Linked DNA regions of Mus musculus: region 1 is linked to region 2. A link is a contact called in public Hi-C data. All regions are on one chromosome and are shown on one strand. Each heading gives the region's core, a stretch centred on a gene start, on an enhancer-like site or on the middle of the called end of the contact. The rest is flanking DNA. Distances are from core to core; before and after follow the strand shown. Region 1 overlaps Shisa9 (shisa family member 9). Region 2 overlaps Snx29 (sorting nexin 29).

What was found. Hi-C and Micro-C count contacts between places; a contact is called where the count stands out from the background.
Region 1: a contact with region 2 is called in a Hi-C map of cerebral cortex, with 1.7 times the contacts expected there. The contact joins two enhancer-like sites. A contact is called at or near these places in 2 of 484 Hi-C or Micro-C datasets (cerebral cortex and cortical neurons) and 2 of 115 datasets of contacts at active chromatin or transcription factors (embryonic basal ganglia and embryonic stem cells).

Annotation. Positions count from the first base shown.
Region 1 is chr16:12,113,682-12,118,932 of GRCm38.p6, forward strand. The region is part of intron 2 of Shisa9 (shisa family member 9); the gene reads left to right. Among named protein-coding and RNA genes, the nearest start is that of Shisa9, 130 kb to the left of the region's middle. Within about 2 kb of position 1,755, at least 24 of the 459 cell types and tissues checked have an H3K27ac peak or open chromatin away from gene starts, as enhancers often do. A contact at or near this core is called in cerebral cortex, where this site is marked.
Region 2 is chr16:11,454,696-11,459,279 of GRCm38.p6, forward strand. All of the region lies in intron 13 of Snx29 (sorting nexin 29), which reads left to right. Among named protein-coding and RNA genes, the nearest start is that of Gm32100, 130 kb to the right of the region's middle. Within about 2 kb of position 1,881, at least 253 of the 459 cell types and tissues checked have an H3K27ac peak or open chromatin away from gene starts, as enhancers often do. A contact at or near this core is called in cerebral cortex, where this site is marked.

The sequences.
Region 1 (5,251 bases), core at 505-3,004, 660 kb after region 2:
AGTGGCTTGCCCAGTCTTCAGGGTAGAGCCTGACATCTGTCATACGGCTAGGACCCCATGTTCACTTTGTGGACTGCTCCTGCTATAGCCCGCCTCCACCGAGATTTTGGTGGAGACCCTCTTGCCGTTGACTCGGCTCAGGAGTCCTGTTCTCACCTTCCACCCTCTGCTATCCTCTACTGATCTCTCCCTAACTTCATATCTCATGCAGACATCACCCCTTCAAACCCATGGACACTGGCATTTCCTGTGCAGACTGATATCGTCTTTTTAACTTCTTCAACACAGTGCCGTTCCAGATTAGCTGGGGGTAAGGCCAGTATTCTGGAGGAATCCAGTGGCTGTAGGATTCAACACGGGAGCTCTGAGGGCTAGAACCCTGAGTCCAGACTGAACTCATGGGAGCCTCACATGTGTTCATGCTTTTACCTCCCTGTGCCTCAGCTCCCCTGCCTGTGGTACCTACCATTGAAAGCTGCTTTCACTTTCCTACACTTTGGTTTCTCTATCTGTGCAACAGGCCGACCACACTCTCTGTAGAGATACAATGTTGCATGTGTAATATGCCACGCACCATTGTGCCTTCTGCATCGGAGATGCTTGGGAAAATACTGCTTGTGGGGAAAGGGAGAGTCTCGCTCACTGGTTACAGCACTGGCTAATCAAGCTGAAGGATTGGAGTTCTGATTCCCAGAACCGAGCTGGTGGAGGGGCCATCTCTTTCCCATTGCCTTGCCATCTTTAAGGAAAGTTTCCCAGGAGAGAACTCACATAAGGACAGTCAGCCTACTTACATGCTGCTCTGGGTCGTGGTGATAGTCTCCTTAAAGCACAAGGCTCATATGAACTTTTGGCCAGCCAGAGCAGGCTGATTCCCATCTGGGGACTGGGGCTTGGTGACTTTCCTCATCCTCTCTGTGTCCCACTGGAAGTTATGCAAGTAATTCTGGCAGATAGCCCAAGTTCTAACAAATATTGTGACTGGGCCATTGAGAAACCTAGCTTCCAGAATGACTCACAGTGGCAAAAGGCTCTTGTGTGTGTGTGTGTGTGTGTGTGCGCGCACACACACACACACACACACACACACACACACACACACACGCACACGCATGTGAATTTCACTGTTGAAGTGTGATCTTACAAGGCAGGGTGCAATGTCTGTAAGATCTGCTCCACCACCCTTTCTCTCTTGCAACCTACTCCATAATGAGGGCATCAGGAGGTGGGGTCTGTGGCAAATGATAAAGCCACAATGTTGAGATAGCAGGTGCTCCCTTTAAGAAGAGAGGTCCTTTGTGTTATGTGAAGTTACTGTGAGGAGACAGGGTCTATAAGGAAGGGGCCTGGATGAACACAATCTGCCTGTGTTTTGGGCTTCAACTTTCCAGCATCCACAACAGTGAGAAGAAAGTTTCTGTGGCTTACAAGCCCCTGGCACATGGCACTTTGGCACAGCAGCTTGAATGAACTAAGAGAGAGGGTGTCACTGAGAAATCCTACCATCTGGGATCTTCCTTTTTATAGTATGGTTTTAGTCATTTTTCCTTAAAGAAAAAAGTGTGTGCTTGCATGTGCATGCATGTGCATAAAAAATGGCCAGAGGTGGCTCCCTCCTTCCTTCTTCTGGTCCTCCCGCCTGCCCCACGACTGTCCCTGTTGCCTTGTCCCTGTCTCTGAAGGTCTCCTCACAGATCTTTCTTTCTTCCCAGCTTCTCCTCTCCCAGCACCCAGTCTCCCTGAGTTGGTACAGAAGCGCTGGTTACCTAGGAAACCACCACAGTGGGAACACATGCGATTGGTCAGATTGGGGCCTGACTCTGGGTTGATGGGCAGATTTTCGGGGTGATTCTCTCTTGTCTGCAGTATCTTCTGGGGGAGGGGCAATCTCAGGAATATGTCAGAGAAGTGGACTCGCCCTGGTAGGCTGGGCTTCTCCGCTGGGGAAGGCTTCCTGTCCTACTATGGATTTAGTTGCCTAAGGAGGCCAGGAGCATGGATTTCTACTGCACTAGGAGGCTGGGGAGTGAATGCAGGGTACTGCAATCCTCATGGCTAACACTGGCTAACACCTAGAGAGCAAAGAGCTGCCACTTTTTGTTATCAGTTAGCAAAACTGGACACAGGTGTTGTTTCTCTTCCTAGTCTACAGATGAGGAGAGGGAGGCTCAGGGGAATAAGTGAACTTGTAAATAAACAAGGTTTCCTGTTGTGGGGGCTTGGTAGCCCAGGCTGGCCTTGAATTGGAAATCCCCCTAATTTAGCCTTCTCTGCTAAATTACAGGTGTGTGCTACCTTGATCAGTCTTCGCTGATTCCTGGGGCTCTGGTGGAGGCCCCAGAGGGGGTGGGCCAGATAGTGTTCCGTGTCCCTTCAGCTCAGTCCTCCCTTAACCTTGATCCTTGTCTTTCTGGAGCAACCACTATTCGTTTCACGGAGCTCTTAAGTTCCTGGGAATGGAAGTGAAACCCCTGCTTACTCTTTATTTGAGAATGACAAGGAGGGGATGGGGTGTGTGGCTCAGTGGAAAGGCTCTTGCTTGGCATGCACAAGACTCTGGGTTTGACTCCAAGCATCACAGAAGAAGAAGAATTGGAGAAGTAGCAAGGGAAGAATAAGAGACAAGGACACACAGAGAGTGAGAGACAGATGGCAAATGTTTCTGCAGACGGGTAGATGGCAGTTACACAGCAGTGTGAGTATGCTCACTGACATCACAGCAATTAGAGATATTAAAGATGGCTAAGTTTTATGTTATCTCACCACCACCACCACCACCACCACCACCACCACCACCACCACCACCACCACCATCATGGTGTGTGTGTGTGTGTGTGTGTGTGTGTGTGTGTGTGTGTGTGTATGTGCATGTCCCTTTGTCTTAGTGAATATGTCCAGATGTCAGAGCTAAAGGCTGATTGCCTTTCTGCCTGTCTTTCTACTTTAGTTCTCATGATCTGAAATGTTCATTTCTCACCAGGAGCTCACTGTTTAGGTCTCTGCTAGACTGGCAGGCCAGCAAGGCCCTGGTTCTCCCTGTCTCCACTCTTAACCTGCCACTGGGTTTACAGGCATGATCACACCAAGCTTTTGGCATGGGCTCTGGGTGGTCTGAGCTCTGGTCCTCATGATTGTGTAGGAAAAACTTTACCCACAAGGCCATCTCCTCAGTTACAAGTTAACAGATAACTCAGGATCAGATGTGCAACCAACTGAGCTTTGTGCACCTCTGATTCTGTACCTTGCCTTTCCAATGTGAAGGATACTAATTAGCTGACAGGGACTTTGGGAGCCTTTGTAGATGCCAACAGGCCTCCGGCAACATGCAAACCTAGGCTATTTCATTACACCTCTTATGTCAGAAACAGCATAGCTTTTAACTTCCCCTCACAGGCAAAGTCTTGGAGGCTCAGGGGGAGTGTGGATTCTGGAGGATACCCAGCCATGTAGGTGGTGCAGCCCTACTTTGAATGTAGCCAGACTCTCTGATGCTCAGGGCTCTGTCCATCAGGGCTGGGATGCAGAAGAGAGATTCCTGCTTCTCCAAAGCACATAGGAGTTGACAGTCCCTTATTCCTAGCTCCAGGTCAGTTCTCTCTGCAGGCTCCAGTGTCTATCAGTCTCTTGGTGGACCAGTAACTTGAACCATCTCCCCTGTGCCTGGCCCACATCACAAACAGCTGCAGGTAAGCTTGCCGGATCACCGCTAATGCAGAGCAGTACTGCCATCATGGCTTCTGGAGACGGGGTAGCAGCTTGCAGGTGGTGTGTGGTGATAGTAGTGATGCTAGAACTTTCCAGGCTCGGGTCGAATATAGACTTTCATTCATGTTATGCCAGTTACGTCACAGCCCTTCCTGCTTCATTTGTACACCACAGCCATACGCTGCTCCTCACCAGTCTCTCTCCTCTTCCTTCCCTCAACCCCAGATTCACACACTGACCCTCCCCTCCTCCCCTCAGATGAGCAGGGCTCCCGGGGACATTAATCAAACATGGCAAAAACAAGCAACAATGAAACATATACCATCACATCAAGGCTGAACGTGGCAACCCAGCAGAAGGGATAGGTTCCCACAAGCAGGCAAACAAGTCAGGGACAGCCCCCCACCCCTTGCTCCCACTGTTAGGAATCTCACAAGAACACCAAGCTACTTGCCATCAGATAAATACAGAGAACCTAGGTCAGATCTATACATGTTCCCTGATATCTACCACGTTCTCTCTGAGCAACTAAGAGTTCCAGTTGTGTTCTTGTGATATCCCTGACCCTTCTGGTTTCTTTGATCCTCCCCCCTCCCCCCACACACACATTTATAATTTTGATCTTTCCATTCATCTAAAAGCTGGAGCTGGATGTGCATGCGCATCCATCTAGAGACAGAGATCAACCTCTGGTTCACTCCTTTATTTGGTAATAGAGTGTTTCCCTGGCCTGGAGCTTGCCCGTAGGTTAGGCTGGTGGGTCAGCAGGCCCCAGCTCTCCTCCTATCTCTGCCTCCCAGGTGCTGGTGCTTGCGTTTTGCTGACTGAGCTGTCTCCTAAGCATCAAGAGGAGATTCTTATACCCACTTACAGAGGAGCAAACTGAGGCTTAGAGAAACAGAATGATTCATCCAAGCTCACACTGGCAACAGAATGCAGCCTGCGTCTCCCTTTACATTTCTTTTTTTCTCCAGTCGGCCTCACTGCCTCCTGAAGATTAACTGGGGTCACCGTGGAGGAGAACAGGGATTTATTGCCGAGTCAAGGTTGGATGACGGGGTCAAAGGCTCCTTGCCATCTTCGGTCGTTCTGACACTTGCTTGATGGTAGGATGTCTAGGGGATATTTGCTGTGGTCCTGCAGGTGGAGGTCTGTCACATGGGGATGCATCAGAAATGCAGGTCCTCAGGTCCCACTTTAGACCTTCAGAATGTCCAGGGGTGGGCTAATGTTGATCATGATCAGTGAGCACCGATGAGGGAACAGGACCTCGCTAGAAGGGGGGCCTTTGGCGATGTCAGTGTGTGACTCATATGCCCATCTGTTTATGTATTGATATGTGCTTGTGCACGTGGAGGCTCCAAGACAATCTTAGCTGTCATTCCGTAAGTGCTCTGCACCCCCTAGCTCTCTCACACTCTGAGACGGGGCCTCTCACTGGGACTTGGAGCTCACCCTGTTAGGTTAGCCTGGGTTTCTGGTGAGCCCCAGAGGTCTGCCTATCCCCACCTCTTTAGCCTCAGGACTGCAAGCACAGACTTTGGTT
Region 2 (4,584 bases), core at 631-3,130:
TTTGTTTGTTTGTTTCAAGACAGGGTTTCTCTGTATAGCCCCAGCTGTCCTGGAACTCACTCTGTAGACCAGGCTGGCCTTGAACTCAGAAATCCACCTGCCTCTGCCTCCCAAGTGCTGGGATTAAAGGTGTGCGCCACCACCGCCCGGCTCCAACCTACTCTTGAAGGCCTCTCTGGACCTTCTCACAGTGTGGGCTGATGAATCCCCACTGCTCTTGAGATGAACTGGAGTTGGGTTTCTGTTTCTTGTCACTTTAAGAACATTCATCAGCAGAAGGTTGTGTCCAGCATCTCCTGACCTACCCAGGTAAGGGCTCTCCGTGGTGCTCATGCTCAGGCACCAGCATTGCACAACAGTTACTACTAGCAGTGACAATAGCGTACTGCCACCAAAGGCTCAAATTTAGGCCAGAGGCTTCCTCAGGAGGGGCATGCTCTTGTGCTCACCTGGTTTTTCTTACCGCTGACGTAATGCCTGGCTCAAATAGGTCTCAGTGAAGTTGGTCTGGTGAGGGAGGGAAGTGTTGTGGGGCTAGTGGTGGTGTGACCTGACCCAAGTTATCTCCAAGGAATGCCCACTGGGCTCTTCTTAGTTATAGCTCAGTTCTAGGGAGCTCTTGGACTTGCTTGTTACCTGTTCCAAGACTATTTTGCTCACCATTTGGGAAGTGAAGCTTTCTGGAAATCCCTTCTACTTTAGCTTTAGCTAGTGAGAGCATTCATGGATGACAGAAGCCCACTTAGAGGCCTCTGAAGAAGGGCAGTGGAGTGGCTAGGGAACTCCTGCTGTGAAGGAGACCTGTTTCTCCACATCTCTCTATCCTTTTTCTTGCAGTTGGCTTCATTATCAGGTTTGATCTTCTCTCATGGTGACTAGAGGATCTGTAACAGACCATGGCTGTGCTGTGCCCAGCCACTTCACCTCGTCTCCCCAGCAGCAGGCATCTCTTGCTCTCAGGCCCAGATCAACGCTCCCTGTATCCAGGAGGTGGCATCCTTTCCTTTCTGAACTGCAGGAGTGAGTGTGGGGCTGGAGAGGACTTCCCTAGATGGGCAGCAGTGACTGTAGACTTCCCATGGTGATTCCTCCCCATCCCATTTAGGTGCTTTAGATGTTCCAAATTAATGTATTAGTGGCGTTGGGCCGACAGCCCTCAGTGGAATCTGACAGGAGTGAGTACACTATGCTACCTCCTCTGGCTGCTTTCTGTGGTTTATGTCTCACAAACTGTGACCTCTAGTGACCTTGTTAGTCATCTATTTTGCCGTCTTTGGACTTCATGCTAGCAGATTTGCTGTTCCTTTTTTGTAAACATTCTTGGTGACACTCCTAATGTCCATAACTAATATAACATACATATAACACAAGTGATTTAGGAAGCTAGCTTATAGTTTATGTGAAAGAGAAATGAACAAGAAGCCATTCATAATAGAAGCAGACTCTGTTCTACATTGGTTAGGATAGTTCTGGGACAGAGTGAACCACAGATGCCAGCTCTCTGCTGGCAGGGCCAGCCTAGTCTCTCCAGGGCTGAGTGGGATGGTGACTGTTGCAGCCCAAAACAAACACACCCAGGCCGGGAGTCTGTCAGAGCAGGAACTTGTTTTATTGTAGCAGTCTTTCCTTTATATAGGGTTGAAGAAAGAGGTGGGGATTTTTGGTGAGGTGAGATGATGTAGAGGGCGGGGAAGGATGCCGTAGGGTATAGGGTGACTGACAGAGCCAATAAAGTTATTCTACATCAGTGGTAGCTAGGCAAAGGCAGGCTTAAGCAGAAAGTGCTGAGTCACTCCAGTACGGAAGTGAGCAAGACAGGTCTCTAAACTAGAGCAAAGACTCAGACTTCCTCACTAGGCCTCAGTATCTGGCGAATAAGGCCCAACCCACAGCTTATAAAGCACTTCCTGGTCCACAGCTTGCACATAGAGAGGGAGGACCAGAGTGGCTGTTTATAGCAAATACGGAATGAAAATGCAGAGTGCAGCAGACCCCAGAGGAGAAGGGCTGTCAGCATCTGTGAGAGGCGGCTCCAGGTTCAGATTCTACACCAGTCTCCTACAGATGGCCCTAGGAGGCCGAGCCAGCACTGTGTACTGCCCCAGCCTCTCAGAAGGAATGGTGTCTTCAGCCTACTCTACATTTTGGCCTGACTATGCCGCCAGGCATGCCTACTTATCCCACACCTGAAGGGGGCAGCATTGCCACCAAGAGAATCCCTGCCTCAGCCTTTTCCCTTGTCCTTTTTCTCAGGACCATTGGCAGAAACACTGCAGAATGTATGTTTAGTCATCCTCTTGACCTGATTCCCCACGTGATCTTCTGAGCACCTACTGTGTCCAGTCACCCTTCCCTCTGCCTCCCTCATTCAGGCTACTGGACGAGTCACTTGTCTGGTGTGATGAGCTGAGAGTCCCACCTTTGCTCCATGCTCAGCAGCAGCCCCAGGTCCCTAACTTGCAGCTGAGAGCAGGGGAATCCATGTATAAGTCGGGACTTGTGTGTTAGGCCCAAGCATCAGGATAGGCAAAGATCTGTCTCAGTGGAAACTGCTCACCTGTAGTCTGGTGCTGCCGGAGTTCTTCCAGGCTCTGTAGTTTACCTTGTTCATTTGTTAACTCTTCAAAGAGCAGCTGTTTTGTGGTAAGCTTTATCAGTTAGAAATGAACAGAGCATGGCTGCGTGAGCCTATGTGTTTAAATTGAAGAGGGGTGGGTGGGGTGGGATGGGGTGTATAGACACAGATGTTAAACATTTGGCTGAGTGATTCTGTGCGCCAGCCATGCTCAGGTGTAAGTGTGGCATGATGTGGGGCAGGGGTGGGATTAGTTTTGCGTCAGTTTACTTTAGTCTTTGGGTTTGTTTGGTTTTTGTTTTTGTTTTGGCAGAAGCTTGGTAGATAGCCCAGGTTGTTCTTGATGTTCTTGAACTTAGTGTATAACCTAGGCTGGCCTTGAACTCAGAGTCCCATTGCCTCAGCCTTGAAAATATTAGGATTACAAGAGTGTGCTACCATTGTCAGCTCTGTCTGAGGCTGGGGTAGAGGGAGGTGCCTCAGGCACCATTTAAGGAAATACTTATTTACATAGGAGCCTCTGTTCCCAGTGGATGTGGGATGGCAGATGGCCACTTAGTGCCTAATGCTTCTCCTTTGGAAAGCCAGGGTGAAACAGTCTTACTCTTATAGATTTTTTTGCAAGAGTTAATGCTGATAAGTGCCACCCAGAGGCCCCTGCAGGTATCCTTAGCCAGAGCTGGGACCATGGAAGTAATTTATTCCTACACCTCAAGGCTACAGTCACTTTTTGGAGTTCATCTGGCTTGGTGTTGCTCAGACATAACTAACGTTCTAATAAAGAATTCTCTGGGTTAAAGTGCTAACCATGCTGCTTAGCTCTGGCTGCACATTTCAGTCCCCAGGGGAAGCTTACAGAACTATTAGGCCCAGGCCACCTTCCAGACTAATTAAGTTAGGCTTTCTAGAGGCGAGACCCAGACTGCACAGGTCTGGTGCCCAGATGTTAATGTCCTGCCAGGTATTGGGTGATGGAAGTGCAGCAGGCTGAGCTGATGGTGGGCACTTCTGAGGTTCTGCAGGGGATGCAGAGGCTGCTGGTGACATCCAGGAAGGTGAAGGTGCTTGATATTTTTATTTCAGAACCAAATGGAGAGTCAATTTGTTACTGTTAGTTTCTTTTGGAAGTGTTGGCATTTTTCATTTTTGCTTAAGAGTTTATTTTCAAGTAAGCTGTAAACAACTTAAGGGATGACTTTGTTTACCGATCTGTATGTGAACTTAAGCCTAGGCCTGCTCATGCTTTGCCCGTCAACACGGATTGCGTGTTCACAGGTTAAAACTGCACATGTGTTTTCTGAGGTGGAATTCTTTTTAAGGCAGGTTCTTTCTTCCTATATGGTCTAGTCTGGTCTTTGATTGGGACCCCCCTGCCTTAGCTTCTCTAGTGCTAGCATGGCAGGGGTGTGCTGTCAGACTCAGCTAGAGCAGAATTCTGTCATCTCTGGCTAGTTGACACTTCTTAAGGAAGTTTTTATTTCTGTGTTTTCAAACATTACCCTGCAATTGTAAAAGCTGTGGACCAACCCCAAATGGGAGGAGGCCCAAATCCCATGGCCCAATGCAATCAATCACTGTCTTCATTGTTAGTCCATCAAGTCCATTTTCTAAGCTTAGTTTTTACACCTTTAGTTGTGTGTTGCAAGTTATGTGTCATGTGTTTTATATTTTCTTCTGTTTCTATGCAGATTTCAGATCATGTTTAAGTAGCCCTCGCCCCAGCAAATGAAGGCAAGTGTGACTGATAGTCTTTACGTGTGAGGACAGAAGAGTTCCTAAAGACACCCACTTGGGTACAGTCTCTGCTAGTGCTTTAGTTTTTATTTGGAGGGGACTGGCAAGATGGCTCAGGTGAAGGAGCTCCTTGTTGAGCCTGGAGACCTGAGTGTAATCCCTGGATCTCATGTGGTGGGGGAGAGTGAACGCCCACATGGTGTCCTCTGACCTCTACACATGCACTGTGGCACACGAGTCTTCACACACATGCACACAGATTATTGTTGATGAGG